Linked DNA regions of Mus musculus: regions 1 and 3 are each linked to region 2. A link is a contact called in public HiChIP or PLAC-seq and promoter capture Hi-C data. All regions are on one chromosome and are shown on one strand. Each heading gives the region's core, a stretch centred on a gene start, on an enhancer-like site or on the middle of the called end of the contact. The rest is flanking DNA. Distances are from core to core; before and after follow the strand shown.

Region 1 (4,595 bases), core at 1,537-4,036, 1.5 Mb before region 2:
TAACTGAGATCTAGAATTTGAGGTTATTAAGCAAACTACTCATATTTCAAAATGCCTGTTCTTCTCTGTGATTTTCTCACATGAATTTAACCGGAGGTCTACATTCTGATTCACTTCTGCTGCCGCCCAAGCTAGTCACAAACGGTTTGGCATGGTAGTCCTGGGGAAATCTGCTGCTGCTGGGTTTTTTGGTGGTGGTGAACAAGACTCCCAGCTAACCTTTATGTCACACTCCAAGGCACCCGGTGGTTCTGTCTATGCAACTGACTGTATCACAGTGCATCTCAGAAAGTTCCCAGGCAACTTCAGGGGCCACACGTGGGCGGTGTCCACCTACAGTCGGATAGCATCCTTGGCTAACGGTAAGCTGAACTGAGAGCTAACTATTCTGTCATGATTCCCATGTGGGTCTCTCTTCCCATCCATCCCTGGGCCTCAGCAGAGAGGGAACCTAAGGATCCATCCCATAACTTGACACAATGTCTCTAGTGGATGCCCCCCATGGACAATCACCTGGGTTTCAGCTTCCAGTACACGCAGTCTCCGGCTTGCAGAGGACAGCAGAGTCTCAAGCTCCAGCTGCAGGGTGTCCAGCTCCTCAATGCCAATGCCATCGTCCTCGGAGCGGGCCAGCACTGCCGTGTAGCGGGGACAGACCTTCAGGTGGTCCACAGACTTGAAGTCATGAAACTGCAGTGGACAGTCCTTCAGCTCGCTCATGGCCCAGGAGGTGGGACCCTGTAAAATTAGAGGGGAGAAGGCCATTGGATAGGAGACAAAGTAGCATGGGGAGAGAGACCCAACAGAGCCCTGACTGTACCCCAAGCTAGGTTGACTTCACTGAATTATGCACATAACCTTAAAAGGGGGGCCTTTTGCCATGCTTTTCATTCATTCATTCATTCATTCATTCATTCAACATAATTTCTCTGTATAACAACTCTGGCTGGCCTGGAATGAACTCTATAGACCAGGCTGGCCTTCAATTCAGAGATCACCTGCCTCTACTGGGATTAAAGGCGTGTGCCACCACTGCCTGGTTTCTTTCTTTTGACAAAGAAAGGAAAAAGACTCCAGAAGAGTATGTACACATGCCTAGACTCCTAACTGCAATTTATTGTCTTTTTTTGTTTTGGTAGCACTGAAGGGTCTCACACATCTCCAGACCCTACCTCACCCCCATTTTGGGGTGGGGGAGACAAAAATCTCATTATGTAGTCTTGAGTGGCCTGATACTCATTTGCTACATAGATCAGGATTCATAGAGCTCCCCCTCCCGACCCCCACCCCAGAAAGCACCTGCCTCTGAGTGCTGGGATAAAGATATGCACTCAGGTTGGTCTCAAACTAGCTATGTAGCCAAGGTTTTGTCTCCACCTCCCAAGAGATGGAATTTTAGGCATGTACCACACCTGATTTATACAAGCGCTTGTTCATTCTAGGCACAAATTCTCCAAACTTAATTATGTTACAGTTACATCCAGCCCCCCCCCCCTTTCATGAATTCCAGGCCTTGAACTTATGATCCACCTGCTTTAGCCTCCCAAGTCACTAGGTGTACAAACCTGCATGATTAGGCCGGCCTCCTAGTTGCAATTTGAACCGCAGAAGTCTGGAATCTGCAGCATTAAGGAAGAGGAGATACTAGTGTGCCCTGTCTTCCTATGTCCTCTGTTTCCCTACGTTGGGTCGTTTCTAGCATTCTATTTGACAGGGTTCTCCCTGCCTCCTCTTGTCTCACTCCATTCCACCTCTGCACCTTCTCTGTGTCCCTGGCTAGTTTGGAACACAGGCTGGTCAGGTGAACAGAACTAAGTTCCAGCCCATTTTCTTATGTGCGTTTCTAAACATGTTATTTAACCTGAATCTCCGGTTTTTGTTTGTTTGTTTGTTTGTTTTTCTTTTTTCCAGGACAAAAGATGATGCCTCAGTCTATTTCCCCATTAAGAAGTATAAATCTGTAAAATGGGGGCATCGAGAATTACCTACCTCCCTGGAATGTTCTGAGGATTAAGAGGTGATGCTCGTCAAGTGCCCAGTTCAGTGCCTGGCACAGAAGTGGGACTGCTTAATGGCTGGCTCCACCTGTGTGTCGCCCCAAGATCCCGCCTCCAGGGTCCTCGTCCTCTAGGGAGCCCCTAACACAACCCCCGCCTCTCCTACCTCCTCTCTGCGGCCTCCTACAGGCCCTGGGCCGCAGGAGGGGGCGGGGAGTTCAGGGCGATCGGAGCAACTGCTCCGGAACTGGCTATGGGCGGGCCCCCTGCAGTTGACGCGAGGGCGGGGACGGCCAGCCCAAGGTGGCCTGTAGGGCCGGGGTGGGGGTGGGGGTCTAAGGCCACCTACGAATCTCCGGGAGGTGGAATGCTAGGCCTGAGGAGTCCCGGGCTAGGAAGCAGCCCGGGGCTGGGGTGGGGCCCAGAGCCCAAATCTCAAGGGACTGGCTACCCGGCCGAACCCTACGGTTGCAAATGGGAGGAGCCCGGAGAGGATAGGGGAGCACCACCGGAAGAAACGTTTCTCCGGTTCGGCCTGTCCTAATTTGGTGCCCAACCTGAGGTCGGGCTGTACTATTGTCACACGGGGGGAGGCTACAACCAAAGCGACAAGCACTAAAGGCGCTGGCGGAATATGTGTAGCGATCCAAGGGGACTCGACCGCTACTGTCTCATAGCAGGTCTTCTACAAGTCCCAGAGGTCCCAGTGTGAAATCGCCCCGGAGATCTGAATATCTCTCGGCTCTCCCTCCCCGGTCCTACCCGAGATGGTCCAGCCCGGAAGTGCTGTCGGAGACTGCGGCTGCGCCTCTCTCGAAAGGGCAGGCGTCGCGGGTCCGGGCACTTCCGCACTTCCGCTTTCCGGCCCAGACAGCGCCCGCGATGGTGAGAGACCAGGGGTTGGGGTCCTCCCTGTGTTTTGCCTGTAGAGGCTGTGGGTCTGGGGGAGATGCTGCTTGCCGCTAGGGCTTGCGGCCCGAGGTTGCCCCGGGATGAGGAGGCACGGGGAGGATGGAGAGGCAAAGGGTGGGGCGAGGGCCGAGGCGAGGAGGAAGGGGCGAGCCAGGAGGCTCTCTGAGCAAGAGCAGGCCCGGAAGCTTCCAGGTTGGGAATCCCGGGCTAGAATGACCTCTCCCCGATGTTCGGAGGGGGCAGGAGACCGGGCTGCGAAGCCCGTGGTGGTGGCTTGCAGCTGAGGTAGGACCGCTCTGCGGGGCCTCCTCTCCGTCCACGGTAGAGGTTGGCTAAGTACAACCCCCTGTCCCTGCCTGCCTTCGCGGTCTCACGGGACCTCGAGGCAAGTGTCCACTTCATCTTCTTACTTCTTGGCGCTTCCTGGAAGCCTTGCCTTCCAGCTCCCAATGAAGGTTCTGTGTTGCTTGCCTGCATTCAGACTCCTTCCTAGATGTGCAGAACCGTGTTGACCTTAACGTGTGTAAATGTTGATGGCCGCTGGTCCTCCTCTTTCATGCTCGGGTTTGGGATCTGTGGGTGCTCCGTGCAGTTGTTCTCCGAAAGGTCCCAGGCTTCCCACTACTTTCTCTGGTCAGCCCTTGACGACCTGAGTTCTAAAGGCTGGACTGCTTGTTGCACGCCCGGGAATGCTCTCAGGGAAGAGACTTTGAAATTAGACCCTCTTTTTCAAAAGTCACTTTTTAAAGCTTGCTCCAGTGTTAGTCCTAACTGGTTTCATTCCTTAGCGTGAAAGCCATTTCCTGCTGACTGAGTTTTGACTTTGCGTTTTTAAGCATTCAAGTTTATTGTACAATTTCTTCAAGCCACTAAAGGGTAACTATCACAGGGCTGGTCATCTAAAATTTAGTTTTCTTTCAATGAACCTTGACAAAATAATCAGGTAGCCACAATCGAGGTAGAGAAAAGAATATTCTATCACTTTCCCAACGGTACTTGTCACCGCACACAACTAATTTTGCCTTTCCGGTTTTGCCTCTTCTTGGTTGACATAAGAGAATGCTGTGGTATGGAGCTAGAACCCACTGCTGAACTACATGACAGCTGTTTTTTAGCCTTTATCCCCTCTGTCTGATGTTTGTCTGTCCGTGATCCTGTGCTTGTCTCCGCTGCCCCACGCAGCCTGTGCCTCTTCTCTGCCACAAGTCTCACTTCCTTCTCCATCCCGTCCTCCAGAGAGCCTCTGTGCAGCGGTAGCCCTGTAACTTCCTTCTCAGAAAGTCCCAATGCTTCCTGCTACATTGAGAGAAAAACTCAGTGGAAAGCATTCTAGACTGTCTAGGGTTTTATCCCAGCCTGCCATTGCAGCCTGATCTGTGCAATTTAAAGCAGTTTTCACATACAGAAACCTTGCACTCGTTACCAGTTTGGAAAGTCTTAATGCTCTTGTGTAAATCTAGCCCTGCTTAAGTTAGTTCATTTGTTCATTTACTCTCCAGAAAATTGGTTTGACCTGATGTATAGGAGGTGCTGGGCTAGATACAACCTGACAACTGAATAGAAGTTGATGTCTGTAGACCACGAGAATTACAAACTGGTGAAGGAAAAATTTATTCCTAACGTTCTGTTGTGAATTTTATGTAAAGTGAACATACCATAAACTGTAAGAAATGCATTGAGGGGGAA
Region 2 (4,416 bases), core at 592-3,091:
AAAGAAATCACATTAAAAGTTTTGAGCTTTCGATGTGGATTCTTTTTTTCTTTTCTTTTTTTTTTTTTTTTTTTAAAGACAATGCATGAATCCCAGCAGAAATCGCGTCTGGTGGCTTCTGGAGAATCCAGCCTTTGAGACGAGAGGGTTTGGAAGCTGAGAAGCTGAGGTGCTTTTTATATGTAGAGGAAACTTGTCAAAGTAAAGTGATATCTTATTTTTAAAAAGGCAAAACAACAACAAAACCCCTTTAAATGAGATTTTTCCCCCATAAAGTTAATTTTAAAGCAGGCTTGAGAGAGAAAGGGTATGTTTTCAACAACTTAAGAAGCAGATCTTAAACTTTTACACGAACACAACCAACTCTGCTCCCTCTTTTAACTTCTGTTCAAGACAAAGCAGACAACTCTCTAGGATTACTAGGTGAGAGACCCCAGAGCCTGCTGCCCACAGCAGGAAGACACCAGGAAAGACTCCCGGCAGCCCCAGGTCTCTCCCTGCCCGGCCAGTGCCACAACTCAGCCCCATTACCCTGGTCTCAAATCGCACGTAGGTAAGATTCCAAAAGATGGGATTGGGGTTTTCTCCAGAGAAGCTTAACTTACTACAGGGAGTGCCCAGGGGAAGGGGAGGTGATGGGCAAATCTAGGGGTGGGGGTATTTTCCACTTTCTTCAGCCTTCCGGCTGCTTATGGTGTAATTGCCAGGGACTGGGGTTGGAGGGAGCCTGTCTCACTGTCAGCTCTCTGCACAGGAAATGGGGCGGCAGACAAAGAGCCCGGCCTGGGCTCCCTGACACCAGGCCCTGCCAGTCCCACAAACCTCACAGGAAAAAAACCCCTTGATGCCTGAGACAATGGCTCAGGAAAACAACAACTTACTGTGGCTTTCTGCTGTTGTTCCTCTACCACATGAAATTCAGAGCAAGGGTCCACACCGAACACTGTACACGGTGATACGTTTAAAAATAAGTCCCAAGGCCCCTCCCCTCTACTCCAGCACCCACATGTTTAACTTCTCCTTACTTCTGTAAATTCCTACTTATGCATAAAATGCCAACAAAATCAAAAGAGAAAAATCACTTATAATGTAACGATCTTGTCAGACCTTGCTAGTACATCACAAGTAAACTTTTAACAGCGTGTCTCCTCCAGCCCTCCCCGGCTGCCACCCTCCTGCCGGGCAAAAGCGAACTGTCCTGAAATGGTACACAACTCTCTTTCCACTCGCTCCACCATCACAAGAAAGACAAGAAAATGTTCATAAGCCAGTCAAAGCCCCCCTCCAAAGGAGGAGTGGCCATCACAAAAGCAAAGAGTACATTCTAGAACATCTACCTTCATAGCACAGAACGCCGATATTGTTGTTCATCTTGTCCAAGTATTGGTAGTTCAACAGGTCCATCTTCATAAACAGCATTTATCTGTCCGGCTAGCAAAGAAAAACAGTTCTTTGCTTTCACCCCCAAAGAGAAAGTTTCAAAATTCAGTCTTAGCTGAGTAGCTCCAGGCTCTCCTAAAACTTCAGGAAGACAGAGGCCCAGCCTCAGGAGATCAAAACAAAGTATGTAAAAGGTTTTTAAAAATCATACACACACACACACACACACAAAAATCAGACTCAAACAAAACCCGTCAAGGGCTTGTGGAAGGTGTCTGATTGTGTCTTCTATTCGGCTTTAAAAAATCATTTCAGAAGACTTCTCGAGCCCGTCTTGGGGGTTTAAAAAGAAAGCAGTAAAAAAGAAAAACACAAAGCACATTTCTCAGGACAAAGGCACTCTCCCTCACAGCCCGCTGCAAGCTGACTGCACTGACATGCGGGCTATGCTTGGTATGACTCGTATGTAAACCAGCTTCCTCTGCTTTTGGGAGGGGGTAGAGGGCTGCTGTGAGCATGCTCACTGGAGCCTCGGCTCAGGCTCCAGGCGCTGCAGAATTAGCAGGAAGCAGAAAGAGGCGGGGGCAGTGAGGCACAGGGGGTGAGGAGAGCCTTTCCTCCCCGGAGCCAGAGGCCGGCAGAGGCAGAGGCCGAGGAAGTAAACCCCAGCAAGTTTGTGGGTGTTTTGTTTGTGGGGGAGGCTAAGCACAAAGTTTAAAAAAGAAAATCTGCTGTGGAAGCAAAGTACAGGGAATTTAACTTTCCGTGACTTCGTTGCAAGGGCTGGGAATCCAGGGCTTCCACAGGGGTGTGCTCTGTTTGGTACAAGGTTTCTTTGTTTCTTTGTAAGATGGGTTTATTAAGTCCAGGGACACAGCGAGTGTTTACATTTTCTTTTTTTTTTTTTTTTTTTTTTTTTTTTAAAGATTTTATTTATTTATTTATTATATGTAAGTACATTGTAGCTGTCTTCAGGTCTCATTATGGGTGGTTGTGAGCCACCATGTGGTTGCTGGGATTTGAACTCAGGACCTCTGGAAGAACAATCAGTGCTCTTAACCGCTGAGCCATCTCTCCAGCCCGAGTGTTTACATTTTCAAAGTCAATGTTACATGTAACTTCCTTCCTAAACTCTGTAGCTGTACAGATGGACAGGACACCAGAGGCAAATCCGTCCTCAGAAGAGTAAACAGATCTGGGGACAAGTGAGTGGCCTACAGGTCTCTCTCTCCCTCTCTCCCTCCCTCTCTCTCTCTCTCTCTCTCTCTCTCTCTCTCTCTCTCTCTCTGTGTCTGTCTGTCTCTCTCTCTCGCTCTCTCTCTGTCTCTCTGTCTCTCTGTCTCTGTCTCTCTCTCTCTCTCTCTCTCTCTCTCACACACACACACACACACAAACACACACACACACACACACAAACGGGGGAGTGGGGAGCTGGCTGGAGAGGTGGTTCCGAGCACTGGCCACTTTTGCAGAACACTTGAGTTCAGTACCCAGCACTCATAAGCACCTGTAACTCTATTTCCATGGAACCTGACTCCCTCTTCTGGCCTCCATGGGTACCGCATGCAATGACACACAGACATTGGAAAAAAAAAATGTACAAAAAAAAAAAAATACTTTTTAAAAATCTGTTTTCCAAACTCATCTGGGAGGTTGTGACCAATCATGGAAACTTTAAAAATGTTCCAAGTTCAAATCCAGAGCAGTGCTGAGCTTCATCAGCATCATGGAAGAAAGGAAAAGACCTGCTCTAAGTGACTCTGCTGCAGCCTGGCAGAGTGGCACCAGCCTGTAATTCTAGCAGTCGGAATCCGAGGGAGAGGAACTGCCACAAGTTCCAAGACCTCTCTGGGCTACTGTCAGCTCTGTCACACCTTCCCAAGACTTCATTACAGTCACTTATTTTAAGATTGAAGCAATCCCCTACAGATGGAGGGGTACACACAAAACGCTTAGCAACTTCTCCTCCATGACTCAACATCAAATATGATGGTTTGTAGGCAAGGGGACACCAAGCTCAATCCCAGGGACCTATGTGGTAAACGGAAAGAACAAACTCCCCCCAAAGTCAGACGCAGACATGCTCAGCTTCCGTGTCCCCCCCCCCCCCAAAGATGGGGTCTCACTTTAAAGCCCTGGCTGTCCTGGAACTCACTATGTAGATGTGACTGACCTCAGACTCACAGAGATCCGCCTGCCTCTGCCCATCCAGTGCAGGGATTAAAGCTGTGTGCCACCATGCCTGCTCAGACACGCTCAGCTTTAAATGGCTGGCTGTTTTCATATTTCTCCACAATGCTCATCAACCCACGAGGGGTGTTTTCCTGATGCAATGAAGGTGAAGGAGGAAGCTCTCCACTTTAAAGTGAAAAGGCAAGATAATAATCCCTGGGAAGATATATGTCCTTTTTTTAAAGAGCTATTTTTATTTTTAATTATGTGTATAGAGTGGAGGCTGTGCATGTGACGCAGGTACCTACAGAGTCCAGAAGAGTTCTTGGAACCCCTGGAGCTAGAGTTACAGACAGCGATGAGCTGCCCAATGTGGCAGCTGGGAACGGAACTAGGATCCTCCGTAAGAGCAGAACGTGTTACAAACCACTCTGTTGTCCCTTCAGCTCCTATGCATCTTGTTGGTGATGGTGATTTTGTTTTTAAGACTGGGTCTCGCTTTATAGTCAAGGTTGGCTTAAACTCATGATTCACCTGCCTCTGCATTGCTGATATCAAGACTACAACCCCCACAGTCAGCTAATGGATGGATCACAGGGCTCCCAATGGAGGAGCTAGAGAAAGTACCCAAGGAGCTAAAGGGATCTGCAACCCTATAGGTGGATCAACATTATGAACTAACCAGTACCCCGGAGCTCTTGACTCTAGCTGCATATGTATCAAAAGATGGCCTAGTCGGCCATCACTGGAAAGAGAGGCCCATTGGACACACAAACTTTATATGCCCCAGAACAGGGGAACGCCAGGGCCAAAAAGGGGGAGTGGGTGGGTAGGGGAGTGGGGGTGGGTGGGTATGGGGGACTT
Region 3 (4,192 bases), core at 334-2,833, 1.1 Mb after region 2:
ACCAATCCTCTGGGATATCTGCGTGCATACTGTATCCCCGCACACGCCCCTCAGGTCTATGGCTTACCTGTATGTTGCGCTTGCTCTCGCAGGCCGGCCCGGTGCCCTGCACCACACTGTCCAACACCGCCACCACGTCGGGCGCCGGCTCCACGAAGCAGGCGGTGCGCGCTGCACGAATGGCAGCCTGCACGTCGTCGAAGCGGAAGGCGCAAAGCGCGGCCGGGGCGTTGCGGGCACCTGGGGCGCCCTGGGGCCTCTCGAAGACAGCGAAGAACTGCTCGCGCGCGGGGAAAACCGACACGAGGCGGCTGTAGAGGTCGCCGCGGCCCGCGCCGCCCGCGCACTGCAAGCCCAGTTGGATGTAGGACTCGGTGAGCTTCTTGGCGTCGCCACCCGCGCCGCGGGGCAGGCAGATGCGCGCCAGCAGGCTGCGCGCCTGGCTGTCCTTGTCGCCCGCACGCGCCTCGCTGTTGAGCGCCAGGTACGCGTAGGGCTGCGCGCTGTGCGGTGGCACCGCCGGGTGCAAGAAGGCACGCACGAAGCCCAGCTTGTGCTGCTCCTTGGCGCCCTGCTTGATCTTCAGGATGTTATCGTCCGACGGGTTAAGGTCGAAGGTGAAGAGCTTGGCCAAGTCTCCACGCGCGTCCAGGGAGCGGATAGCGATCTCGGGCGTGTTCTCGAAGCGGTGGTCTTCTAGGCTACGGTTGCGCGGGAAGAAAGCGCTGCCGAAGCCGGTGTACGTGGCGCCCACGAGCAGACGGCTGCCCCCGGTGCCCGAGGTAGGCGGCAGCACCAGTCCCACAGTGGACGCGTTGGGGTGGTTGGCGGCCACGTTGAGCATGCTGGGGAACACGGTGACCGGTTCTGCGGTCGGCGCGGCAGGCGGAAAGCTCACGGCCAGGGCTGAGATGTTGCCCCGGCGCCTCAGCTGGCACAGACCCTGGTAGATGGAGCCGCACGCGACCACCAGACCCTGGCCCGGGTCCAACTGCAGGATTTTGTTGTAGTTGTCCGTGAGGCGCCGCGGGTGCTCGCACGAGGCCTGCGGGAGCTGCGGGGCGTGACACAGCGGGCTGTCCGGCACGGGACCCACGGTCGCCTCGGCTTCCAGGCTCAAGTTGGCACTCGACAGTTGGTACAGGCGGTTCACTGCCGCCAAGTACACGGTGCCCGCCGTGCCGTCCAGGGCGAAGTTGTTGGTGGGCGTGGGCGAGGGGAAACGGCGCTGGATCTCTAGGGCGCCGGCCCGTGCCGCCCCGAGCAGCAGCAGCAGAGGCAGCGGCAGCAGACCAGGGCCCCGCGAGTGAGGGCGCGGACGCAAGGGGACGGCCGCGGCGGCCCGGGCGCTAGGGGGTGCGCCGCCCGCGGCGCGACGAGCCATCCAGGCGAGCGCGGGCTGCGCGGCGCGGCGAGTGCATGGGGCGCGGCGCGGCCGGGAGCCGGGAGCTCGGAGGCGGCGAGAGGCGGGGGGGGGGCCCGGGCCGCGAGGCGCTTCCTGCCCGCGCCTGCCGCCCCCGGCCCCGGCGCCCCGGCCCGACTCTGGCGAGGCGCTCAGCCCGGGGGCGGCTCCGTGGAGACCACGCCCACAGCCCATCTCCCCGCCCCAGCAGCTTGGCCCACGCCCTTTCGCCCCGGGCCACGCCCCCGGCCACGCCTCTGGGCCACGCCCCGCGGTCCGAGGTCACTGGTGGCCGATACCCGGGCAGTCGCAAGTTGCCTGCCTCTTTCCTGGTTCCTGGCCAGCTCCTGGAATGTCTTCCTCTCGCTTGTTTGTTATCCTTCCTCTCTTTCTCCTCGCTCTAGTACCTTCTCTGTTCTGTTTCTGGGCTCCCGTTTGCCTTCCACCGCCTCTCAGAGTTTCGCTCTTTCAATCTCTCGGACTCCCCTACTCCGATCCTGTCAACTCCGCCCCGTGTCTCTCCCGCGTCACTCCCTCTCCCTCATCTGCGTTTCCTTTTTTTTTTTTTTCTTTCTGTTCCCGCTGCTCTCCCTCTCTACTCTTTTCCTCTCCTTGCCCCTAAAGCCCTCCATTTCCCCTCAACCGCCTGCCCCTTCTGGCCACAGTCCCCCTCCCCGCCCCCCCCGCCCCCCCCCCCCCCCGCTCACACCCCCTATGTTCTCCAAGCCTCACTCTAAAGACCAGCCAGACCAGGGACATCAGGCCCCTGGCTAACCTATGGTCTGTTCCCCGAACTGCTCTGTAAAAGGAGTTTGCAAGCAGCAGGCTCCGGGGACAAACTTGACAATCCCACAGCAAAAGTAGGAAACTGTGTTGAGAGGAAGTTCATTCCTCTTGCAAGGGCAGGCTGGGCTGAGCAGAACACCAGACACAGGGCCTTACTTTCTGGATAGAGCCAAACCCCGCAGACCCCCAGGACCTTGCCCTTAGGCCAAGGTTCTGAGAAACCTAAAGTCATTCCACATATGAGCTGGCACTGGGCACCGGACTCCTTTGACCTTCAAAGGAACAGGTAGGCCCTGGGATAAAGGCAAGGAGTCATTTTCCTAAGGTCATAGAAACCCAGGTGATCCTCTCCATAGCATGGGAGTGCCCACATAGGACCACACCAAATGCTAACCTCCTTACAAAGACTCAACCCACTTTCCGTGCATGGAAACTGAGGCCCCAGAAGTAAAGCCCAAAATACACCGCTAAGGGGGAAGGTGGGACACAGACCCATTGTTTGAAGCCACAGTTCCAGCTACAAGTTCTCAGTCAGGGTCTCCTAGCAGCTTGCAGCTGTCACTTGAGGCCTAGTGGCCCTCTCTCAGAGGGTGACCTTGCTCCCACCAGATAGGAAGGAAGGATGGGGAGGGGCTTTCCCTGTGCCTGAAGGGTCAGCAGCAAGGGCTCAGAGCCCAGCCATCCCCATTTCCCTGGCCCCCACCCCAACCTTCCTGTCCCTGTGCCTGCCTGCCGGCTTGCCTGCCATGTTCCAGCCCATTCATGGCCTTGGCTTTGATGGTCAGGAGTGTTCCTTGGCAGGAAATTGGAGACTTATGTCCTGCCTCCACCCCCAACTGAGCACCCAGGGGACTTGCCTCTACCTCTGTTTGGGGAAGGCCCGAGTCATGCTCTCCCTGTGAGCCACAGGCCCTCCACTCCACTGGACAGCCCCAGCACAGATTATAGGCTTGTCTTCCTCTGCCCTCCCTCTCTGTCTCTCTCCCTCTCTCTACCCTCTGTCTTCACACAGTATCTCTGGTCTCATTCTCCATCCTCTCCCCACCCCCTCCTTGCTTCCTTCCTGTCCCTCTCTTGCTTTCTTGCCGCATCCTGCAGCTCCCCCCACTGAGCCTCGAGGATAATGCTTTATGACATCTCGGTTTAGCTGGCCAGATGGATTGTTTTGTGTATTGTGGACAAACTTCCTGCTAAGCTGGTAGATTTCTGCCATCACCCCACCTTCAGCGTTTGGGACCTGAATTCTAGGGTCTGAATATATTCACATAAACTGAAGTAGGAATTATAGTGTGGCCTCCAGCAAGGTGCTTGCCCTCTCTGAGCCTGTTTCCTGTGGACCATATAATAGCACACTACTGCTAGGTTGAGTCATGGCCCCACAGCCCCTGCTAAAGTCGGGAGGAAGGGCAGGAGGAGGCAATAGATCATGGCTCCTGCCTGTTTTATGTCTTGAATCCCATAGTAGTTAATGGGTTATCTGGGGGTAAACACCACCCACAGTTCTGCCACCACTATCTCACAACCTTCTTTGCACCAGAAGACAAAACAGGGGTCACTGAGCCCATTTCACAGACGGAGAAACTGAGGCATCAGCAATAGGACTGGAACTCAGTTTTCTCTCTAAGACCAAGGTTACTCCTGGGTGGGCAGAGATGTGAGGAGGGAGTGGGGAGGGAAGTCCTTGCTGAGATTCTGGGGGTCCTCCCAGGATAAATAAATAAAATTGGGTATCCATTGGGAGACAGGTAGATGGCACCCAGCACACTGACGGAGGTAGTTATACCCACATCCAGCCATTCGGCTGCCAGCGACTGATGACTGGGCCCTTCCCCTCCTGCTCCTGGTTCCTGATTCCATCAAGAAGTCTCTGTCTGGGGCTAACGCGTCTTTAATGACTCTCTAGCATCTAGCATTTGTCACTGTCCCTGCCGAATAGAAAGAGGGTTTCAAGCTCGGTCAGCACCACAAGCTTACACCTTCTAGAATTTACTCAGAACCGTCGTC

What was found. Promoter capture Hi-C pulls out the DNA fragments that hold promoters and counts their contacts. HiChIP or PLAC-seq counts read pairs in DNA pulled down with a chosen protein or histone mark.
Region 1: a FOXA1 HiChIP or PLAC-seq map of pancreatic cancer cells shows a contact between it and region 2. The contact joins the promoter of Arpc4 here to the promoter of Vgll4 in region 2. A contact is called at or near these places in 1 of 39 promoter capture datasets (cranial neural crest) and 1 of 115 datasets of contacts at active chromatin or transcription factors (pancreatic cancer cells).
Region 3: a contact with region 2 is called in a promoter capture Hi-C map of pre-B cells, with 3 times the contacts expected there. The contact joins the promoter of Plxnd1 here to the promoter of Vgll4 in region 2. A contact is called at or near these places in 1 of 39 promoter capture datasets (pre-B cells), 1 of 484 Hi-C or Micro-C datasets (CD4 T cells) and 2 of 115 datasets of contacts at active chromatin or transcription factors (bone marrow-derived dendritic cells and microglia).

What each region holds. Positions count from the first base shown.
Region 1 is chr6:113,375,327-113,379,921 of GRCm38.p6, forward strand. Arpc4 (actin related protein 2/3 complex, subunit 4) reads left to right here and starts at 2,787. Exons shown (of 6, transcript NM_026552.3): 1 at 2,787-2,882. The coding sequence starts at 2,880. It overlaps Tada3 (transcriptional adaptor 3), which reads right to left and starts at 2,512. Exons shown (of 10, transcript NM_001372392.1): 1 at 1,990-2,512; 2 at 1,566-1,619; 3 at 514-738. The coding sequence starts at 1,571.
Region 2 is chr6:114,919,980-114,924,395 of GRCm38.p6, forward strand. It overlaps Vgll4 (vestigial like family member 4), which reads right to left and starts at 1,842. Exons shown (of 5, transcript NM_177683.3): 1 at 1,338-1,842. The coding sequence starts at 1,419.
Region 3 is chr6:115,993,422-115,997,613 of GRCm38.p6, forward strand. It overlaps Plxnd1 (plexin D1), which reads right to left and starts at 1,584. Exons shown (of 36, transcript NM_026376.3): 1 at 68-1,584. The coding sequence starts at 1,384.